Linked DNA regions of Mus musculus: region 2 is linked to region 1. The links are chromatin contacts, called in public promoter capture Hi-C maps. All regions are on one chromosome and are shown on one strand. The core of a region is the stretch at or near the end of the contact, and the rest is flanking DNA. Distances in the headings are between cores, read along the strand shown.

The links. Promoter capture Hi-C pulls out the DNA fragments that hold promoters and counts their contacts.
Region 2: a contact with region 1 is called in a promoter capture Hi-C map of cranial neural crest. The contact joins the promoter of Setd2 here to the promoter of Pcbp4 in region 1.

The regions. Positions count from the first base shown.
Region 1 is chr9:106,451,867-106,455,354 of GRCm38.p6, forward strand. It overlaps Pcbp4 (poly(rC) binding protein 4), which reads left to right and starts at 1,972. Exons shown (of 13, transcript NM_021567.5): 1 at 1,972-2,141. Abhd14b (abhydrolase domain containing 14b) reads left to right here. Exons shown (of 4, transcript NM_029631.3): 4 at 118-1,052. The coding sequence ends at 297.
Region 2 is chr9:110,531,008-110,534,495 of GRCm38.p6, forward strand. Setd2 (SET domain containing 2) reads left to right here and starts at 1,590. Exons shown (of 21, transcript NM_001081340.2): 1 at 1,590-1,745. The coding sequence starts at 1,672.

The sequences.
Region 1 (3,488 bases), core at 722-3,221:
CTCTCCTCCTCAGGAGGGCAGGAAGAGACTGAAGAGGTGGTGAGGCCTGAAGCTAACCTTTAGAAGCTGGGCTGGTACGACCAGCCCCCGATTCTGTTCTCCTTTCCTTCCCCTCAGACTCCAGCTCTCATTGTATATGGAGACCAGGACCCCATGGGCTCCTCCAGCTTTCAACACCTGAAGCAGCTGCCCAACCACAGAGTGCTGGTCATGGAAGGGGCAGGGCATCCCTGTTACTTGGACAAGCCTGATGAGTGGCATAAGGGGCTGCTGGATTTCCTGCAAGGGCTAGCCTGAGACTCAGTCCTGATGATAGGAGGTTACAGACTGCCTGCTCTAGGATCTCTTGCTGTCTTCTCCTGGTCTCTGGCTTCTGCCTCACCTGCAACAGGTCTGTCTATACATCTGTCTGGGTTGCTGTCATTTCTGTTTTTCTCTTGCAGTGACAGATCAGATCAAGGCGGTAAATCAAGTGGAAAAAGCGTCGGGTTCAAGGGGAGAACTCTGATTGTGGGTAATCCATAAGCTTCCTCTACAGGCTCCCCGCTTGGTTCTCACTTCTGCCTTACTTCACTTTCTGATCCATCTCTCTCTTCAGCCGCTCCACAGGACAGCCATTCCTTCTGCCGCCCACCCCCCTTAGACCACAGACAGCATATGGGTATTGCTTGTTTAGATCCATCCCACACCCAGACAGAACCTTTCCCTTGGGAGCAGCACAGGGGTCCCACATTCTTGTGTAGTTTGCACAGGTACATGTGCAGTTTCCTGAAGGATGGAGGGAATCTTTGTAAACAGAGATCCACTTGCCAGGATAAAAATGTGGCCACCGCTAGATTTCTCTTACCTACCCGTTGCAACTGGTCCCAGACCAGAATGGCCTCCTCAGAAGGGGAGGTGCTCTTCAAATCTCCCTTAGGGGCTGCATACCTCCCCAGGTAATCAAGCACGGATCTTCTCAGCCAAGCCCATTTCCTGCCCTGAGGTTTGGGAGTGGGATAAGGAGAGGAGACCGACTTCGGAGGTCCCTGAAATAAAGTGATACAATTAGACCTCACATGCTTTTGCTGTCTCCGGAGCGCCGCCCCTCCCCCTTCCCCTTGGGACTGCCACTGTGGGCTCCTCCCCCACCCTGGCGGGACCAAATGGTCCCCCTGCCCTTTGTCCACTAGGCCAGATGGAGGGAAAGGGAGATTGGATTCCCCTCCCCACCCACATACATCCAGGTGCCAAGAGACTCAGCTGAGGGGGGAGGTGTAGGTCAGTGGGACCTATATGAGCCGATTACTGAAAGGGGGAGAATATCTGCTCTGAGATGGGGGAAGGGCAGGCTCAATTCCCCCCCCCCCCCACACACCCACCCACACACATATACACACACACACACAACCTATCCCTTTCCTAGTAAAGGAGTTAATGGCACTCTGACCCTAGCTCCAAAAGGAATTTGGCAGGAGATTGGAAGGATCACGGGACAGGTTGTTTAAGGGCCAAACGGCTCTCATGCCCCTCCTCCAGCTGGTCGGGTAGCCTCTCCTGGGAGGACCAGGACCAGGGTCGGACAGTGCGGACGCCGGAGGTAGCGGGTCTAGGTGGGCTGGACCCCGGAGTGAAGGATGGTGAAGAAGCAAGAGCCGGGGCAGGGCAGAGGGCTGTGGGACAGAAGCCGGGAGGCGCGGCCAGGACTGAGATGAAGGCTGCGGGGAGCTCCGCAGAAGCGCTGGGCGGGAAGGACAGGCCGGGAGAGAGCCATACAGGGAGGATCCGGGGCCCCTGGTGAGCCGCATGGGAAGGGTCCATCGCTCCCTCCCGGAAACGACGGATGCTCGGGGCGCCGGACCGCGCGGGGCGGGGCGGGGCGGGGCGGGGCGGGCGGCTGCGGCACTGGGGCTGCTGGGGCGGGCCCGCCGCGCTGTAATCGGATCCGGGGAGGGGGCGGGGCGGGGCCGGGCCAGGCGGGCCGGGGGGTGGGGGTGGGGGGGCGCGGAGCCGGGCTCCGGGCCGGCCGGGCTCCGCGCCTGTCAAACCCCTCATTGTTCGCAGCTGATGTCACTCGCAGTTGTGAGCGGCCGCCTTTCCCGGGGACAATGTGGGACTGAGCGGCCCAGCCGCTGCCGCCGCCGCAGAACAGCCCCAGCGAGGTAAGGCGCGGGCCGGGCGGGGCACCGCGGGCCATTGAAGTTTGGGGGTTCGCTGGGGGGGGGCGGGGAATCGGCTCCAGTGTGCACCCGATCGCGGTCCTGGGGGGGGGGGCGCTGCGAAGAACACGTTTTCTGTCCAATGCGGCTGAGGCCTGTACAGGTGGGGGGCGTTGGTTTTCCAGGGGAACACCCCACTACAGGGAGGGGTTTCTTGGACCTTGGGTACCAGGTTTGAAGCTCTCATCCTGTTTGCCGTTTCTGTCCTTTGAGCTCTCAGTTCTGGACCTCATGTCCCGGGTTCGGGTTCTACTTCGTCCCTGTTCTCATCTGCCACTCTCTGCAGCTCCTGGCTCTCACACACACCCCTTCCCATTCTCTGCAGTCCTTCGGGGAGCCAGACACAGACCTCCAGGCCAAGGTGGATGGAGATAGTTGGGAGCACAGTGTTCTCCCCCCTTCCTGTGGCTCTTCATCTCCAGCTCTGACCTAGCTTCTTGGCTGGGGTACTGGGGATGGAGGTGAAGGGACTCCGCCACATACTTAAACCTGGCCTTCAGGCATCCCTGGCTAGGAGAGGGAGGTGCCCACCTCCTCACACTCCTAAACCAGGCCCGCCATCTTGAGACCTGTGGCACCCAGAGCCCCGCCCCACCCCGGCACCCAAGGGAATGGTCCTCCAGGGGATGTACCTTGGTCCTTTCACACCCCTTCTCTCAGAATGTGTGGCTTTGGGTTCCCACCAAGCCAAAGACGTTACCTTCTCCCTGGACCAACAAGGCATGTGTCCCCAGGGTTCCTGTCTTCCCTATAAACACACTAAGCTTTGGTCAGGAGTTATCTCTGGCGTTCAGTGTTCAGTGGGGTCACCCTGGTGGCCTCAGGGCCAACATCTGGGAGGGTCTATTGTTTTTTCCATTTGAGAGTATTATCTTTCTAGGTCCTGGAACCCCTTCTTGTTTCAAAGCACCCCTATCCCAGCCCCCACCCCGTAGCCTTCATCAGCACGCAGGCTCAGGCTGCCCAAACACAAGGGGATTGTTCTCTTTGCATGCTCAGGGTGGGGGGCTGGGAGCGGGCGGCCCACACACCCTGGCAGGCCCAGGCTGCAGAGAGGATGGCTTGCCCCACCCTGTGTCCCCAGACAGGCTCTGTCCACCCGCCCACTCTCCTCCAGCCTCCATTCCCAGTTCCTAGCTCCTGAAGGAAAGAAAGAGCGCTAAGCTGTACAGGTGGACCCACGGGGTCTCCTGGCCTGCCCGACGCCTCCCATGCAGTCCGCTAAACAACCCCCTTCCTCCCTAGGCCTCTGGTTCCTCTCTTGATTGGTGAGGCTTTTCCAGTTGTGAT
Region 2 (3,488 bases), core at 340-2,839, 4.1 Mb after region 1:
TGAATGCAAAACAAAATGGTCGTGGGAGACTGAAACCTAGAGCGGGTTTTGTTTTGTTTTTGGTGGACCTTGAACTTCCATGATATGAGTAAAAGTTACCAGGAAAAAAAAAATCCAGATTAACCTCTAAACAAAATGATAAAAAAATTCTGCTAGCCTACATACAAGTGAAAAAAAATGTAAATGCATGGTAGATGGCTCAGTGAGTAAAGGCACTTTCTGCCTAGCCTTATGATGTAAGTTACAGGACCCACATGGGAGACAAAAATGGACTCACTGTTATCCTCTGATCTCCACGTGCGCATGTGTGTGGCTCAACACATACCATTCCTATAAAAACAATTTTAAAAATACATTTTAGGCTGGGCAGTGGTGGCACACGCCTTTAACCCCAGCACATGGGAGGCAGAGGCAGATGGATTTGAGTTCTAGGCCACAGGAAAAACCCTGTCTTGAAAAACAAAACAAAAAACCTAGAATCCCAGCACCCAAGAGGTTGTAGGCAGGATGAAGCATTCAAGTGTTCAGGGTAAGTCTTAACTACAGAAGATGTTTGTCTAAACAATACGGCCAAGTTAGCTAGTGAAGGATTCTGTTAGATCACATTTCAATTTATTGGTGATTCCAATTAAAAAATTAGTGGCTAATCAAAGAAAATTCCACAAAAGATCTCAACTATCTAATCTGCCACTTTCATGATAAGCAACTGCTATAAATTCAGCGAGGTGTAAATTAGCTAATAGTTTCACGAAATCCTGCTAATCCAGAAATAAAAAGTTTCTAGTTTAATCTAACTTTTTTTTTTTTTTTTAGTAAGACTAATTAATAACCTTTTCCTCAGGACCACCCCCCCCCCCCAGGTCTAACAAACATAGCCTCTCTGACTTTTAGGGCGAGGGCAGAATACCGCGGTGAGGTGGTTTCGGTGGGAACACGGTGGTGGGGGCTGCGGGAGGCTGGCGGGCGGAGGGCGTGTCCGAGAAGCCCAGGCTGAGAAGCAGCCCCTGCTTAGCTTGGTTTTCGGTGCGCGGCCGAGAGCCAGTTGAAGGGGCGAGAGAGACCGAATAAAGGAGCAAGCGGGCGAGGGCGGCAGCTGCGCTACCTCAGTGCCCGGAGGCCAGGCTCTCCCAGGGCTTCGAAGGATGAAGGCGGGTGTCCTGACGGCCTTGGGCTGTTCCCGGGACGGACGCTGTCCAGGGAGGGGCAGCGGTGGCTCCCCTCCAGCTCCGGGACCCGCCTCCAACACTCGGCCCCGGGACTTATTGTTCCGGGAGGCCGCAGGCTAGGCCTGGCCTGGCCGGCGGGTTGTACCCCGCCCCTGCCAGGGTCGGTGGTGCTGGCGCGCCGACTGGCGGCCGGTGGGCTGCCCTGTGCGTGTCTCTTTAAGGGGCTGGGCCTGCAAGGCTGCAGGGCGGGCGGGGTGCGCGTCGCTTCGGGAGTGAGTGTGTGAGGGTGAGAGCGGCGGGCGGGCGGTTGCTGGAGGGAGGGAGGGAGGGAGGGAGCGAGCGAGAGAGCGAGAGAGCGGGCGGGCGGGCCAGCCAGCCAGCCAGCGACGCCGGCCGCCCCTGCCGCCGCCGCGATCGGACCAGCGGCCGCCTCCCCTCCGGTCCCCTCCCCCGCATCGGCCTGCCGCGGGGAGGGGGCTAGCGTCGCCGCCTCCAGCCGCTCCTCATGAAGCCGCTGCCGTCGCAGCAGCCGCCACCGAAGATGGGGGATTTCTACGATCCCGAGCACCCGACCCCTGAGTAAGTCTCTGCTCCGCGGTCTCCCGCTGTCGTTGGTCGCTCCAGCCCGAGGGCGGCGCGTCCTGACCGGTGGCGGCGCGCGGAGTAACGGGCCCCGGGCGGCTTCTCGCGGTCGTGGTGGAGGGCAGGCCGGGCGGAGCTCCTGGAGGCCGCCTCGCTTGGCCTCGGCTGGCCCGGCGGTTGGGCCTGGCGCGGAGAAGGCTGCTCGCGTCGCCGCGGCGGTTGGGGCGGGCGGCCCGGTGGGGGAGGGGCGGCCACGGCCTCCTCTGCCGTTGCCGCGTCCTCGGTCGGCCTGCTTAGGTTCGGCGTTCCGCGCAGCTCCTCCAGGACACTCGGTGGCGTCCCGGGCTTCTGTTGCAAACCACGGTGCATAGTCCGAGGCGCCGCAAAGGCCGACGCCGGCGTCAGGGCGCCGGCTCGTGTAGGCCGAGAATCCTCGGGCTCGGGTGGAAGCTCGGCCCATCGCCCGGCCTATCGGTGACGGCAACTCGGACCGGAAGGGCCTACCGCGCGTCTCCCCGCTTCGATCCGCGGAGGAGACCCGCGTTGCATTCCCGGTTTTGATATTATTTTTGTTTTTTGTTTTCCCTCCTCCTTGGACACTCAATTCTGGCCCAGTAGAGCGATGAGCTTCATATTCTGCACCTTTGGCGCTTGGGTTTTGTAATGGTGGCAAGGTTTGTCTGGTCCCGTTGTTGAGGTGACAGCAGTTTTGTTTTTTAACCTGAAAGTGAAAACCTGGCAAACATTTCTTGATTATGATGCTTGAACACTTTGGCGTCCTATTTCTTAGGTAATAGAATCTAGAATCTTATCTACAAGGATGGCTTTACTGCGTGTGAAGATTTAGTTAAGAGACCCTTTGTATAGTCTTCTCTAAAGAAGATAGTGTACTTGTAAAGCGAAATACAGTTTTGTCGTATAGTTTCTTTTCAGTACACCTAGGGCATTTTTATATTTCTGTTGGGTGTCAGATGGTGGTGTACACCTGAGATACCAACTGAATTAGGATTGCAGGCAGGCTTCCTCAAAACAACAACATAAGTAAAAAAGCAAGCTTCCACTTCAGAGTCAGGAGTCCGTGCGAAGCTTCCCTAAGCCCTCACAAGATCATTTTGTTGTTTTTAGATAAATGGTTTCACCTTGTTGCCTAGGCTGCTCTTGAATTTACTGTGGCTGGCCTCGAACCTGGGATCCTTCCTCTTCAGCTTCTTCAGTGCTGGGATTGCAGGTGCTGACAACTAAGAAAAACCATTGTTTTACCTCAATTTGCTTGTATTGATGTCTGCACATAGCAACAAAATTCATTCCCAAGTTAAGGTTTGAAGGGATGTCTAGTGAAAAACAAAACTTTTCACTAAATTACCACATTACACATTTTTGGGGGAACCTTTGCCAAAGTTTTTCACCTTGGCTCAGAAACATTTGGATCTTACTTAATAGTTCTTTAGTGTTGTAACACAAAAGTTATTTTGTTGGAGTGTTATCTCCACACACAAAGCAAAATCCTCATGTTGCCTTAAAATAAAATTTCATTGGGAAAATTTTGACAATCCTGTTTTTGACCCAAGAACAGCCTGAGTAGTTTTATACTTGTTTTCTAAGTTTACAGAAGCCCTTTAGTGGCCCATCTTAGTTTGTCTTTACTTGACAGATAATCTTGGTACCCAGACCACCTCTGCGAAGGCTTGATGTGCTCTTACAGCAAAGCTCATCTCTTACTTGTAGTAGGAAACCAGCATG